Regions from separate parts of the Sus scrofa genome. Here region 1 is linked to region 2. Evidence: chromatin contacts called from public Hi-C data. All regions are on one chromosome and are shown on one strand. Each heading gives the region's core, a stretch centred on a gene start, on an enhancer-like site or on the middle of the called end of the contact. The rest is flanking DNA. Distances are from core to core; before and after follow the strand shown. Region 1 holds the start of ZNF518A (zinc finger protein 518A). Region 2 holds the start of TCTN3 (tectonic-3).

Evidence for each region. A called contact is a pair of places that touch in the nucleus more often than the background predicts.
Region 1: a contact with region 2 is called in a Hi-C map of embryonic fibroblasts, with 1.6 times the contacts expected there. The contact joins the promoter of ZNF518A here to the promoter of TCTN3 in region 2. A contact is called at or near these places in 1 of 5 promoter capture datasets (fetal liver) and 2 of 47 Hi-C or Micro-C datasets (embryonic fibroblasts and heart right ventricle).

Annotation. Positions count from the first base shown.
Region 1 is chr14:107,588,248-107,594,841 of Sscrofa11.1, reverse strand. It overlaps ZNF518A (zinc finger protein 518A), which reads right to left and starts at 3,236. Exons shown (of 6, transcript XR_002338946.1): 1 at 1,267-3,236.
Region 2 is chr14:107,259,126-107,265,475 of Sscrofa11.1, reverse strand. TCTN3 (tectonic-3) reads left to right here and starts at 2,112. Exons shown (of 14, transcript XM_021074244.1): 1 at 2,112-2,474; 2 at 2,651-2,774; 3 at 3,073-3,191. The coding sequence starts at 2,219. It also overlaps a transcript of ENTPD1 not described here and the pseudogene LOC100153551.

The sequences.
Region 1 (6,594 bases), core at 1,987-4,486, 330 kb before region 2:
ACCCATGTGAATCTCTTACGGTAAGAGAGCAAACAAATATTATATAGGAAGAAATGATGCTGGTAAATGAAATAAATGTCAACCTGGTACCTCAACTCAGCTTTGTTGCCCTCTACTTTAAAATTTTAAAAATTATGTCTGTGAAAAATGGCCTAAAAAAAAATCCATTTGCTAGTAAAGTTCATAGAACATAGTTATGATTATTAAATAATATAAGCTGGTGATACAGTCTAACTTGGTTATGTTAGTAGTTACATACATAATCTTATTCCTAATTTTGGGTTATATTTAGGGGTATACATTTGGTGAGGGGAATTATATGATACTGTGCTATTCCAGAAATTATCCAACACAAGCATGTCTTTCAAAGGTAGAAAAGTCATGTTTTTGCACAAAGGTACAATATTTTCCACTGAGTACAAAACCTTCCTCATTATACCACAGACTTGTTGGCAGGTACTTTTCCTTCTTTTTGTCCACACCACGATATTCAGATGACCGTTTGCAGGAAACCAGTCATAACTCTATAGTGATTCCTAAGTCCCATTTCTGACTCAGAATTAGATATTATTAATCGCAATACGAATATACGTTAGATAATTTTTCTTTAGGTACACTACATGAGCTTACTAGAGCAAAAGAGAAACACTTTCTGACCACTTACACAGCTTCAGAACATCTTCCTACCATATTTACCTCCATCATTCATTACTCAGGTACCCTTAATGCCATCTTTATATTTAGAAGAATGATAACATAAATTATGAAACACAGAAGTTCCCATCGTGGTGCAGCAGAAACAAATCCGACTAGGAACCATGAAGTTGCGGGTTTGATCCCTGGCCTCACTCAGTGGGTTAAGGATCTGGCGTTGCCATGAGCTGTGGTGTATGTAGGTTACAGATGAGGCTTGGATCTGGTGTTGCTGTGGCTCTGGCATAGGCTGGCAGTTGTAGCTCCAATTAGATCCCTAGCCTGGGAACCTCCATATGCCTCACGTACAGCCCTGAAAAGATAAAAGACAAACAAACAAAAAAAATTATGAAATATAAACTGTGCCATCTTTATATTTAGAAGGAAAACATAAACTATGAAACAAAAAAACTATCTTTTGCTTACATTAAAATGAAAACTCATATATTTTATTTTACTCAGGCCAGAGATAAAACTATAACTTAGGAAAATTCATGTATACATTAAGTCTAATATTGAAACAGATCACTACTTAATAGACTATATACTAAAGCACTTTGATCTTCACCATACCTCTTTCTTCAAGGAACAAAAGGCACACAATTTAACGCTTGGACAAAGCCACAATCAGGAACAGAGATCAAAAGAAGAGATGACATCTGGAAATGAAGACCAAGATTTTAAAACTTTAACTGCAAAAACTGTCAGTAAAACATTTTTTAAACTTTTGATTCAATTATGCTTCATAGTCAATGTATTTGTATAACTTTTGAAGAAAAAAAAACCTCTCTCCACTTCGACAACCTATCCTTGACACCCAGTGATGTCATAAATTTACAAAGGGTGCAAAACTAAAAACTTAGAAGAGAGGTTAGAATCAACCTAATTCAATTTCTTCACTTATTACAAGATAGACTGAGTCTTGTCCAAACTCACAAAGCCAGAGCTAGAATCTAGATCTGATTCCAACCCAGATATCCCACCATGACAATGCTACCTCTTAATAGCTAACATTCCATGAAAACTGCTTACCACGTGAAGCAAATATCCCATACAGAACTGAAACATTCATAGCCTACACCTGGGATAAGATAATTAAGAAAAATTTCAACTTCAACTCTTTTCTTTTGCTTATAGCACTCTGCCAAAACACTTTTAATAAAGTAACTGAAGGAAACTGGGCAAGATGCAAGTCTCTTATCGTTAAAAAAAAAAAAAAAAAAAAGTTGTATTACATGATCTAGAGCACGCAATGCTTCAACAAGAACAATTACAAACAGAAAAGCAAATGATAAAAGTACATTAAAAGGGAATTTTTAAAGTATATTTTAAAGCCAACCTTTATACTTAAGTTAAAACAAATCCCCTATGGAATGTTTCAAGATATAAAAACTTTGGGGATCACTATATACTATACTATTATCAGAGAGAATAGGAGAGGATTTGAAGTGTGATGATAAAAATCTCAAGCATTTAAAAGCTCATACATTATCAATGTGCACAGTAGATGTTCATCGTGTTGCTGTCCTTTCACCCTTCAAAAAAAGACGAAACGTTTTAAATTGGTATTTATACTCACTTTTGCAGCAACAATAAGGAAAAATTTCGGTGTACCAAACAGGTTATTAGATACCTACATTTTATCCCTCCCAACCTTTCGTTAATTTTCTAGATCTGGGACTCATTTATGACAATTTTAACAAAAATCAACATGGTCTCCTATGTTCATCGTTGTCATGAAACGATAACACCTTGAAAATGTTAATACAATGCAATGTCTTCATGAATTTCAGGAAAACACAGTTTTGCTAAAAGATAATGAACTCATTTGATTTGCAGTTAAACTCTGAAAAATGTTAGGATATTTCACTCCATCAATTTAAGTGGTTTCTATCTCTTCAACTTGAGGACAATACTTTAGAGTACACTCAAATCAGATTCCTTCCTGCATAAAAAAAACCAATTCAACCGTATCAGTAAACTAGGACCAACATAGACGCTCAAAGTTAATGAAATTCCTATCCAGATGTACAGTTTGGTGGCATGTTTCATCATTGTGACAGCCGTACAAAGTTCAACATTATCATGGATTCTTTAAACATTGACTTAATTTTATTTTTCTAGGGTTAAGTTTTGATATCCAAACATTCTCAACAAATGTTTTCGCTAAAATAGCTCACAGACACTACATGCCCCCAAATTTAAACCTAAAAAGAAAACTGAACCTTAACTTTTGCATTCGGAACCTTAATGCTACCATATCTATTTCATTGGTCTACTTAAAGAGTTATAACATTTTACCTCATATATATTCACCCTATATATTTTCAATTACCACAGCCATCTAGAAATAGACTGTCTACTTGACAATGAGGACATCATGTTAAGAACAGACTTAAAATGGACCCTACAAGTAAGAAAGCCAGTTAAAAAGAAACCCATCTGCCACTGGGTGTGGTTGGGGTCTGCACGGAAGAGCGCCCTCGGCCAACTCTGGGGAAGAGAGCGCGCGCCAGAGAGCTGAACATATCTGCAAAAAAAAAAAAAAGACCTCCAAAGACCACAGACTGGACCCACAATGGGGACGCCGTCGAGTCGGGCTGCCGTGGGCCTGCGAACCTACAGCTTGAGGGGTGCGGTCTGAGGGGTGCGCAAGCAGTCTCCACCAGCCCCGGAACGCCGAGTGGGTGCTTCGAGCGCCGCGCGCCCCGCTCCGTCCCAAACACCGCGCCCGATCCGCCCCTTCCTCTGGGCTTCGGCTGCCCCTCGGACGCGCGGAGGCACACTGCGCCGCGCTCCCGCTCCCGCACCAAGACTGTGGAAGAGTGCGGAGCTCGAAAACCCCCGACGTAATGCAAGCCCGGGCTAATAAGCAGAAGGTTAGCTCTAGCAGCCTGCAAGAGCGCCGAGTAAAAGGACCGACTTCTCTAGAAAAACTTTGCGACAAGTTAGGCGGAAGCGCTGAATGGCCGGGACTATTTAACAGGCGCTTCCTATCACAAGAGGCGGAGCCCTGAGCGAGTTCAGGGCACCCGGCCGCCCCCACAAACTCGCCTTTTGCCCCCTGACTGGCTTTGTAGACGTCCCGACATTCCTATCAGGTCTGGGCGGCCCCGCTCACGGGGAATACCTGTCGTGGTCCCCATTGCCCGCGAGTCCCTGATGGCGGCCATTACGCTTCCATCCGGGTATTGCCGAAAAGCCGATCGCAGCGCTACCGGGAGCGCTCGCTGCGGCGGAGTGATCCGTGCCGCACCTGAGGCGAGCGGAAGAGGACGGAGGCCGGCAGGGTCCGCGCCTCACCCTGGTGAGACTAGGCCACTAAACTGGGCTTGCCGCTGACCTCTCACATTAGCGCGCTTCTCTGGTGCCCGCCACGCCAGTGACTCGCTCTCCCCCTTGGCTCACCGGCAGCTGGAGGGAGCGTACTGCCAATGGAATGGGAGACACACTTCCACTCTATGCTCTTCAGAGAAGACACCAGAAGCAGGAACTGTGCTCTTGGCAAACCCTTGCTGACTGGGAATGGTCTCAACCCTGAGATTTTAATCATTTCCGGCTTTGCAAATGGCGTCTCCCCCACCCCTCGCCCTTTACACGCAGGGTTTAGCAGCCATTACAGCCCATGTCAAGGAAGGAAGCTGCCACTTGCAGCTCTGGAAGACATATTGAACTACAAACATGTACATATTTAATAATTGATCTAAAAACTATCGTTCCAACAAAGGAGGCTCTCATCCGCATCAAAAAGAATCCTTCCCCACATCATATACAGGGCTGGACAAAGAGGTCAATTACTATGATTAGGTTTCCCCCAGGGGCCAGTATGGCTCTTCTAGCTTTTAGAGGATTTCTGAGATTAAACCTATTAACTGACCTCACTCTTCTACATAAATTACTTTCCTTGTGAGGGGTTGGGGGTTGTTACGGTGGAAACTAAAGCCAAAAAACAACAAAAAAAAACGAGTGGAGGGAGGTGCCAAACTATTAAAAGTGGGACTATGATCGATTTTTTGTTTTATATTTTTTTAATGTTCCATTTGTTCTTAGGAAGTATATATGCCGTTTGTGATTGAAAAAAAAAACCTTAAAGATGTTTATCATAAAATTTTTTGTCTTAGAGTATGCTTTTGAAAATGTCAGCATATAACCATACACAAGATTTTCTCCATCCTTTAATTAAAAGTTCACTGAGGAATCCTCATTTTTGCCTTTATAGAATTTTCTTATCACTGTCTCCTGCTCTACACAATTCCTCCTGGAAAAAGCAAATGAGCAGTAGTACGCACTAGATATGCTCATATAGCTTGTACTTGTATGCCTGTATAAAACGTACAAGGAGAAATCTTCCACAAATACCAAAAGTTATTTCAGTATAGAATAGGAATGTGTTTACAAAATGGATTTTATTTTGCATTAAACATGATCGTTCTCTCTCCAGTCTTCGTTTCCATGCATGTGAGACAATGGACTCACCACAGAGGGCAGAGGATAGAATTATTTTTAATAGCCAAGATAACTGGGAACATGGACAGAGCTGCTTTGTGTTTTAATGTAATTCTTGTTTTTCACATTAAGAAATTTCATCCCTCTCCTCTGCACTACACACATTACAGCTTCATTCTTAACACTCCACACTCACCTACAAAATCTTGCAAACCTGCATATGTGTTATGAAAGAATTAGAGGGTGTTTATAGCAATCCAAACCTTGTTTTTCCATCTGTATCACACAACCTCCAGCCATTCTCTTACCCTTTTTTAGGACATTAAGGTTAGCATAGAAAAAGGGAATGAAAGAGGGTAGTTAAAGAGAAAGCATACAAAGAAGAGAATATCGAAACATAACTTAAGAAAGGTTTCTAGAGTATTTTGTATCCCACAAAGATAGTTAATATATAAGTGGAAATTACATTTCACTCTAGGGATTCACACCTTTGATTCATAAATAACACCATACCATAATAAAGTTAGAACTAGCTTATATATGCATTTATAAAAATGTAAGCATGCTTTTTAGTCATATTTGGATATATCAACATTATAAAAAAACTGCTATGATCATAATTAAATAATTAAATGATATTAATTTGGAAAATAATCCTCTTTAAAATAATTCTCTCCTTTTGCTGATCTCTCAAGTCCAGATCCACCTCCAAAATATAATCAAGTGCAACTAGAATAGGAAAAATAGAGATACCAAAAGTCTGGGTGATCTAGCTTAAGTGGTCACATGTCTTGGTTTAGAAATTATAGGTTGGTTACTCTTTCAACCTGTCAAACAAATGTTAGTTGAACGTGAGCTTCAAGTTATCATCCTTCCCAATGTCCTCTGCAATGTTTGTTATTTAATATTTATTCAGCAGATATTTTCTTGAACACTTATTAAGAGCCAGAAACTGTGCTAGTGATAAGACATCATCCATCCCTCGTGGAGTAACCAGTGCCATGGGATATTCCTGAATATCTGAAAGATTTTAAGATTCAGTAGAATAATTAGAGGTGGGATTTCAGACACTATGACAGGTGATAAGGAATTTTTTAGGGTAAGCATCCTTGCCAGTTTCCTTACATCTCAGACTTCCTAGATGACCAAGATTTTGGATGTGCTGCTATTTTTATTTAGTTTTTATTAAAGATATAGTCCCTCTTCCTTAAATCTTTCCGTGGATAGTATATTCAACCATGAAAAAATGTTAAACTAGTATAAATTATATTGGCCTTACATAAATATTTTAGGACTCCTCTCCCCATCCCCAGTTATATCAAATTCTAAGAATCTCTGTATTCTGAAGGCAAGAGAACAGATGGCATAGTTAACTCAAGGCCTTAGAAAAATAATAAGGAATGGAATGCTAGTTAAATATATTTATTTTAAGACCAAATCTTGTGTGTGTTTATA
Region 2 (6,350 bases), core at 863-3,362:
TAAAAATATTTATACCTGTGTATGTGTACCAAAAATAATCTGGAAAGATAAAACTAGATGTGAATTGGTTAAGTGAACAGTGGGACTAAGTGATATGATCTTTTTACTTATACTTCTTTCTATAATAAAAATGCATTGTGTGTCTAAAAATAAGTTAATTAAATATTCATGAGTTAAATCTAAAGAGTTCAATGAAACAGTCTTTTTTTTTTTTTTTTGTCTTTTGTTGTTGTTGTTGTTGTTGTTGTTGTTGTTGTTGCTATTTCTTGGGCCGCTCCCGGGGCATATGGAGGTTCCCAGGCTAGGGGTTGAATTGGAGCTGTAGCCACCGGCCTACGCCAGAGGCACAGCAACGCGGGATCCGAGCCGCGTCTGCAACCTACACCACAGCTCACGGCAACGCCGGATCGTTAACCCACTGAGCAAGGGCAGGGACCGAACCCGCAACCTCATGGTTCCTAGTAGGATTCGTTAACCACTGTGCCACGACGGGAACTCCGAAACAGTCTTTTTAAAAATATTTAATGCATATCTAGCAAGTCCTGGGTACCGTTCTAAGCATGAGATACAGAGAACAAAACAGACAAAACCCTCTGTTTTGTGCAGCTTATATTCTAGTAAATACATATATTTGGAATAATAGGAACTTGACCTTTTCCTACAGCAATTACTAAAAAGGTAGATAAATATTTTATGCCTAAACACAAATATAGGTATCTCTTACAGCAGTCCACCACACAATCACATAAAAATATGTTTGAGAACATTTATAACAGAGATATATTTAGCTACTTCAAAACATGAGAACATCAACATCATGTCAGAGAATGTGAGCATTGGCAGGGTCCTAAAATTTATCTGCTCAAGTGATTCACTTAGAAAAGGAGGTATTGGCTAGATTTTGGATATGTGTATCAGATTTTATATAACTCTTAACAGATACCGCCAAACCAAGCAATTGAAATAACCCAGATAGCAGGACTGTGCAGACTGAGAAAAATACCTGATCCAGCAGGAGCAAGATTTTGATACCCTAGAGTTGTACTATCCAATACGCTAGCTATGAGTCACATGAAGTTATTTTACTTTGAATTAATTAAAATTTAATAATTCAGATCCTCAGTCACATTAACCACATTTCAAGCACAAGGCAAGAACATATAGTCTATGACTTCCATACTGAACAGTGTAGAACATGATAACATTTCCCACACTGCATAAAGTTCTGCTGTAGAGAATCAGAAGAGGCGTACCACTCCTGGGAAAAACCAAAACTTTCTAAGGAGGGCTACAATAAATGGAAGTTTATAATAGCAAAAATAAAATTTTCTTCATCCATTGACCATTTAAAAAAAAAAAAAATCTCATTGTTAAAATTTAAGGAACTGTATCTTTCTAATATATTTACTCGAAAATATTATACTTAGATGGGACTTCTTTTTTTGGTTTTTGGTTTTGGGGGCCGCAACAGCGCCATATGGAGGTTCCCAAGCTAGGGGTCCAATCAGAACTGCAGCCTCCGGCCTACACCGCAGCCATAGCAACTCTGGATCCCAGCCGCATCTGCGACCTACACCACAGCTCACTGAAACGCCGGATCTTTAAACCACCAAGCGACGCCAGGGATGGAACCCGCCTCCTCATGGATGCTAGTCGGGTTCGCTAACCGCTGGACCACGACGGAAACTCCCGAGACTTTTTTTTTAAGTTATGTGATCTTCAGTGTATTTTTCTCTGAGAGATAATTATCATTATCATTCTTTAGAAAAAGATTCTCACCTTTATAATCCGAAGTGAAAAAGATACGCAATTCTACTTCGAGCCTCTGTTGCTTCCCTCTATCAAGGAAGGTCTCAGCCCTCTGAGCCCTGAGGTCTGCGCGGTATGCCTACTGGGTGTACCTTGACCTGGGCTGAACTCCTACTGCCACTCAGTGGAGAGAAGAAGCAAGAGCGCCTCCGCCAGTTTGGCGGTTGCCAAGCGACAGAGGCAGAGGAGGGCCGGGCCAAAGAAGGAGGACGCGGACTGAAAGATGCTGAGGATCTTTAACAACGCCGCCTTCTATTGGCTGAAGGCTCTCGGCCATCTCCATGAGCCAATAAGCAAACGCTTGTGGATGACGTCATACGCCTTGCGACTCCTCCCCCCCACGCTCTAGGGACGCACCTAGCGACCGCCTGAGCCCACCTCAAATGCTTGCTGATGCTCTACTGCCCCCATGTTCGCTTCTCTGCTGTCGTTACTGCAGGTGTTGTTCCTGATGATCCCTGAGGGGGTCCAGCCTCAGCCTTCTCCGTCCCCGTCTGGAGCAGTGCCTACCCATTTGAACGTGGGGCCAAGGACGCAGGGCGGGACCCTTCAATCCTCCTCAGAGGGGACTGAAACTCCCTGGGCCGTGCCTGGGACCTCTACAGTGGGCCCTAATGTGGTGACCCCCTCGGCGCCTGGGAATGGGACCGTGGACGTCTTCCCAGGTGAGGGGGATGGGAGGATTTGGGGATGGAGACTACAGACTTAGAATCAGAATTCTGTGCACAGAGTGCATTGCCACAAAGTAAGGAGTGGGGCTGTCGAAAGAAGAGGAATTAACACTTCGAAGAGTTTGGGGATCCTCAGCCCATTCGCTCTGCTTTATGTTGTACTTTCGTAGTCTTACCGATCTGTGTCTGTGACTTGACTCCTGGTACCTGCGATATAAATTGCTGCTGCGACAAGGACTGCTATCTTCTCCATCCGAGGACAGTTTTCTCCTTCTGCCTTCCAGGCAGCGTGAGGTGAGCTGCAATGCTCAGGTTGAATCCTAAAGGGGACTGGAGCCCTAGAATAAGTAATACTTGGACCTAGGGATTGTTAACCTTTGTGCCTCCTGCCCCCACTTCCACTCCTAGGAGTGGAACTACCTTATTTTTTCCCAGGAGCGCCCTCTTCTTCTGAGGCTCTGCAGTAGGGCTATCCAGTAGAATAATCAGATCTTCATGTTGTCCTGTGGCTGCCCAAGGAGCCCTTTCTTTGGCAATGACATCGGTCGGTCACCTTCTAAATGTGTCTATTCTCCCTCCCATTCCCTCACAGGTCCTCGAGTTGGGTGTGTGTAGACAACTCTCTTATCTTCAGGAGTAACTCCCCATTTCCTTCAAGAGTTTTCATGGATTCAAATGGAATTAAGCAGTTTTGTGTCCATGTGAACAACTGTGAGTAGAAATATGTTGACTGTTCTTACTGCCTAACATTGAGAGTGAGCTTAGCCTCTGACCTTTTTTTTCCCTTTTCCTTGTTTTTTAAACTTTTTTTTTTTTTTTTGCACTTTGGATCTCTATCATCCTCCCTCTTATTCTGTCTGTCCCCCTACCTCCTTCTTTTTTCTCTTTTTTTTTTTTTTGTCGTTGTCGTTGTTGCTATTTCTTGGGCCGCTCCCCGCGGCATATGGAGGTTCCCAGGCTAGGGGTTGAATTGGAGCTGTAGCCACCGGCCTACGCCAGAGCCACAGCAACGCGGGATCCGAGCCGCATCTGCAACCTACACCACAGCTCACGGCAACGCCGGATCGTTAACCCACTGAGTAAGGGCAGGGACCGAACCCGCAACCTCATGGTTCCTAGTCGGATTCGTTAACCACTGCGCCACGACGGGAACTCCCGTTTTTTCTCTTATTAGTGAACATTGGCAATCTCTTAGGCTCTCTTCGCTGTGGATCAGAAAACCCATACAGAACTTTAACTTCAGTCATCTCTCTTTGCTCAGATAATGCAGATACACTATATCCCCTACTTGCTCTAATCTCCATGAAGGCACTGATAGAATCCCCAGTGTCTGACATAGGAGGCCCCAAATGATACTTGAATGAATGTCTTTGGCAAGTGGATGTATATCAACTTTGTTTTTATTTCACAAAGCAACAGCATAGGGGGAAAGAGCATTAGACTTAGGTCTCAACCCTCCATGTACTTACCAGTTGCACAGACTTAGACAAATCCCTTAGCACTTCCAGACTTATTCTTCAACTGCAAAATGAGAAATAATATCCCTAATCTTGAATGTGAAAGTGCTCTGTAGCTGTAGAGTGCAATAAAAATGATCAGTAGTTAGTTGTTATTAAGGTTTTTAAATAGACTTAGAAATTGGCTGATGATGACTATTACCTTTCTAAAGATGTGACTCCGATATATTTTTTGAAATTATTGTCTAAGGTGCAAAATAATGTTCTCACGCAAAATAGAGTTAAATGTCCCTTACCTGCCGAAAGTCAGCTCATCCTGATTTCATCTGACTGTTAGAAAAAAAATTGCAAAACAATACTTGTTTCAGAAAACAGCCAATTTGGGGTTTGGGGAGCCTTGAATTTGGAAGCAATTATTAGGAGACTTGCAGACATTCAGGTGGTGAGAAGGTAAAAGGAACAAGGCAATTGCTCCATTTTAAAAATAAGACCGCAGGTGCCTCAACCTTTCCGAGTTCGCCACTGCCTTTTTTTTTTTTTTTTTTTGTCTTTTGTCTTTTTGTCTTTTGTTGTTGTTGTTGTTGTTGTTGTTGCTATTTGCCACTGCCTTTTAGTTCTAGCCTTATGGATATGCTCCAGGGATACTGCAATAGCGTGCAACTGGTGCTTCCTTCCCTTTTTTTTTTTTTTGCAAATGGAAGTTCCTGGGCCAGGGATCAAACCTATACCACAGCAGTGACCTGAGCCACACTGTGATGCTTCCTGCTTTTAATCTCCCTTTCTGCCTCCCATGCCATACTGTACACTGTTTCTGGATCCTTGTTTCTGAACTTTCTTTCCCTAACAATACCTGAGAGTCACTACCTTGGAACTTATAGGATATTTTGAATTATTATTTTATATGAACACTGCATCTCCCTAGGTAAATTGTCAGTGCACCAAAAGGATGGACTATATCTTTGTCCACCGTACTTAACATTTGCTGGTAATGATCATTAGACAGTATTAATTAAAGGCTGTACAACAGGGAGTTCCCATCATGGCGCAGTGGTTAACAAATCCGACTAGGAACCATGAGGTTGCCGGTTCGATCCCTGGCCTTGCTCAGTGGGTTAAGGATCTGGCATTGCCATGAGCTGTGGTGTGGGTCACAGATGTGGCTCGGATCCCGCATTGCTGTGGCTCTGGCGTAGGCTGGTGACTACAGCTCTGATTAGACCCCTAGCCTGGGAACCTCCATATGCCATGGGAGCAGCTCAGACAAAAAAATAAAATAAAATAAAGGCTGTACAACATGATGGAGTAGGAAAAACCCTAGACCAGGAATCAGGAGATCTGTAATCTCTACTCCTGGCTCTCTGCCACAGGGATGGCTCTGTGGCCTTTTGCAACTCATTTACCTCTCAGGATCCAAATTTCTGAAGGTAATTGGGCCAGATGATCTCTAGACTTCCTTCAACATCTGAAATTGTATCATGCTAAGTCTAAATACCTTTAAGCTCTGTGAGGTATAATATACCATGTATGATGGTAGAAGTTTTAGGCAAAAATGCTGTTTATCCTTAACCTCTGCTCCTTCTGTGCATTATCCCTGCTTACCATCACTACCATCAATATCCCTGCACTAAAGTAAGAGACAGAATGTTAACTTTCTCTTACTCTTTTAAGCCATGAAAACATATCCAGATGGATATTTGCCACTTCTGCTTATCTTCTTTTTTGGCTTAACTTTAACTTTTCTTTCATTTATAAAGATAGAAATAACTAAGTTTTTTTAATAAGTATTTCTTCCATGTGGTCTCCAAGGTTTGAATTCTGAAGGAAATATTAAACAGCTCCTGAAAGCTTTAAAATGTGAAGATTTCAGATCAGAGATGGAAGCGGGTAGTCTGCAGACCAGCAACATGAGCATCACTTATTCTAGAGCAAGGCTTTTCAATCTCTAATATGCAAACACATCACCTGGAGGTCTTGTTAACATGCACATTCTGATTCAATAAGTCTGCACAGTGGCTTAAGATTCTGAATTTCTGATTCTCCCAGGTGATGCTGGGGCTGCTAGGCTGTGCTCCACACTTTGCATAACAAAGATCTAGAATGTGTATAGAGAGTGAGTAGTCAGGCCACAGACTTGAGAGCTATCTTCATTTTGTTTTCTATCAGAAAGCTGAAAAGCAAAATTAGGATTTTACGATCACAGAGGATCACGGTCAAGCTTATATAATGTAGCGTCTTCCTTAGCTTTCAGTGATGCTGGCAGTGATTTCCTTTTGAATCTGTCCAAGTGATTGTAATTATGAAAAAATGAAAGAAACCAGTATGGGCCCAGTTTCTGCTACATTCCTTTTTCAGATTAGCAGAAGACTTGGGTGGTAAAGCAGAGTGTTGTTCATCACAGGCCACCCTCAAGTCA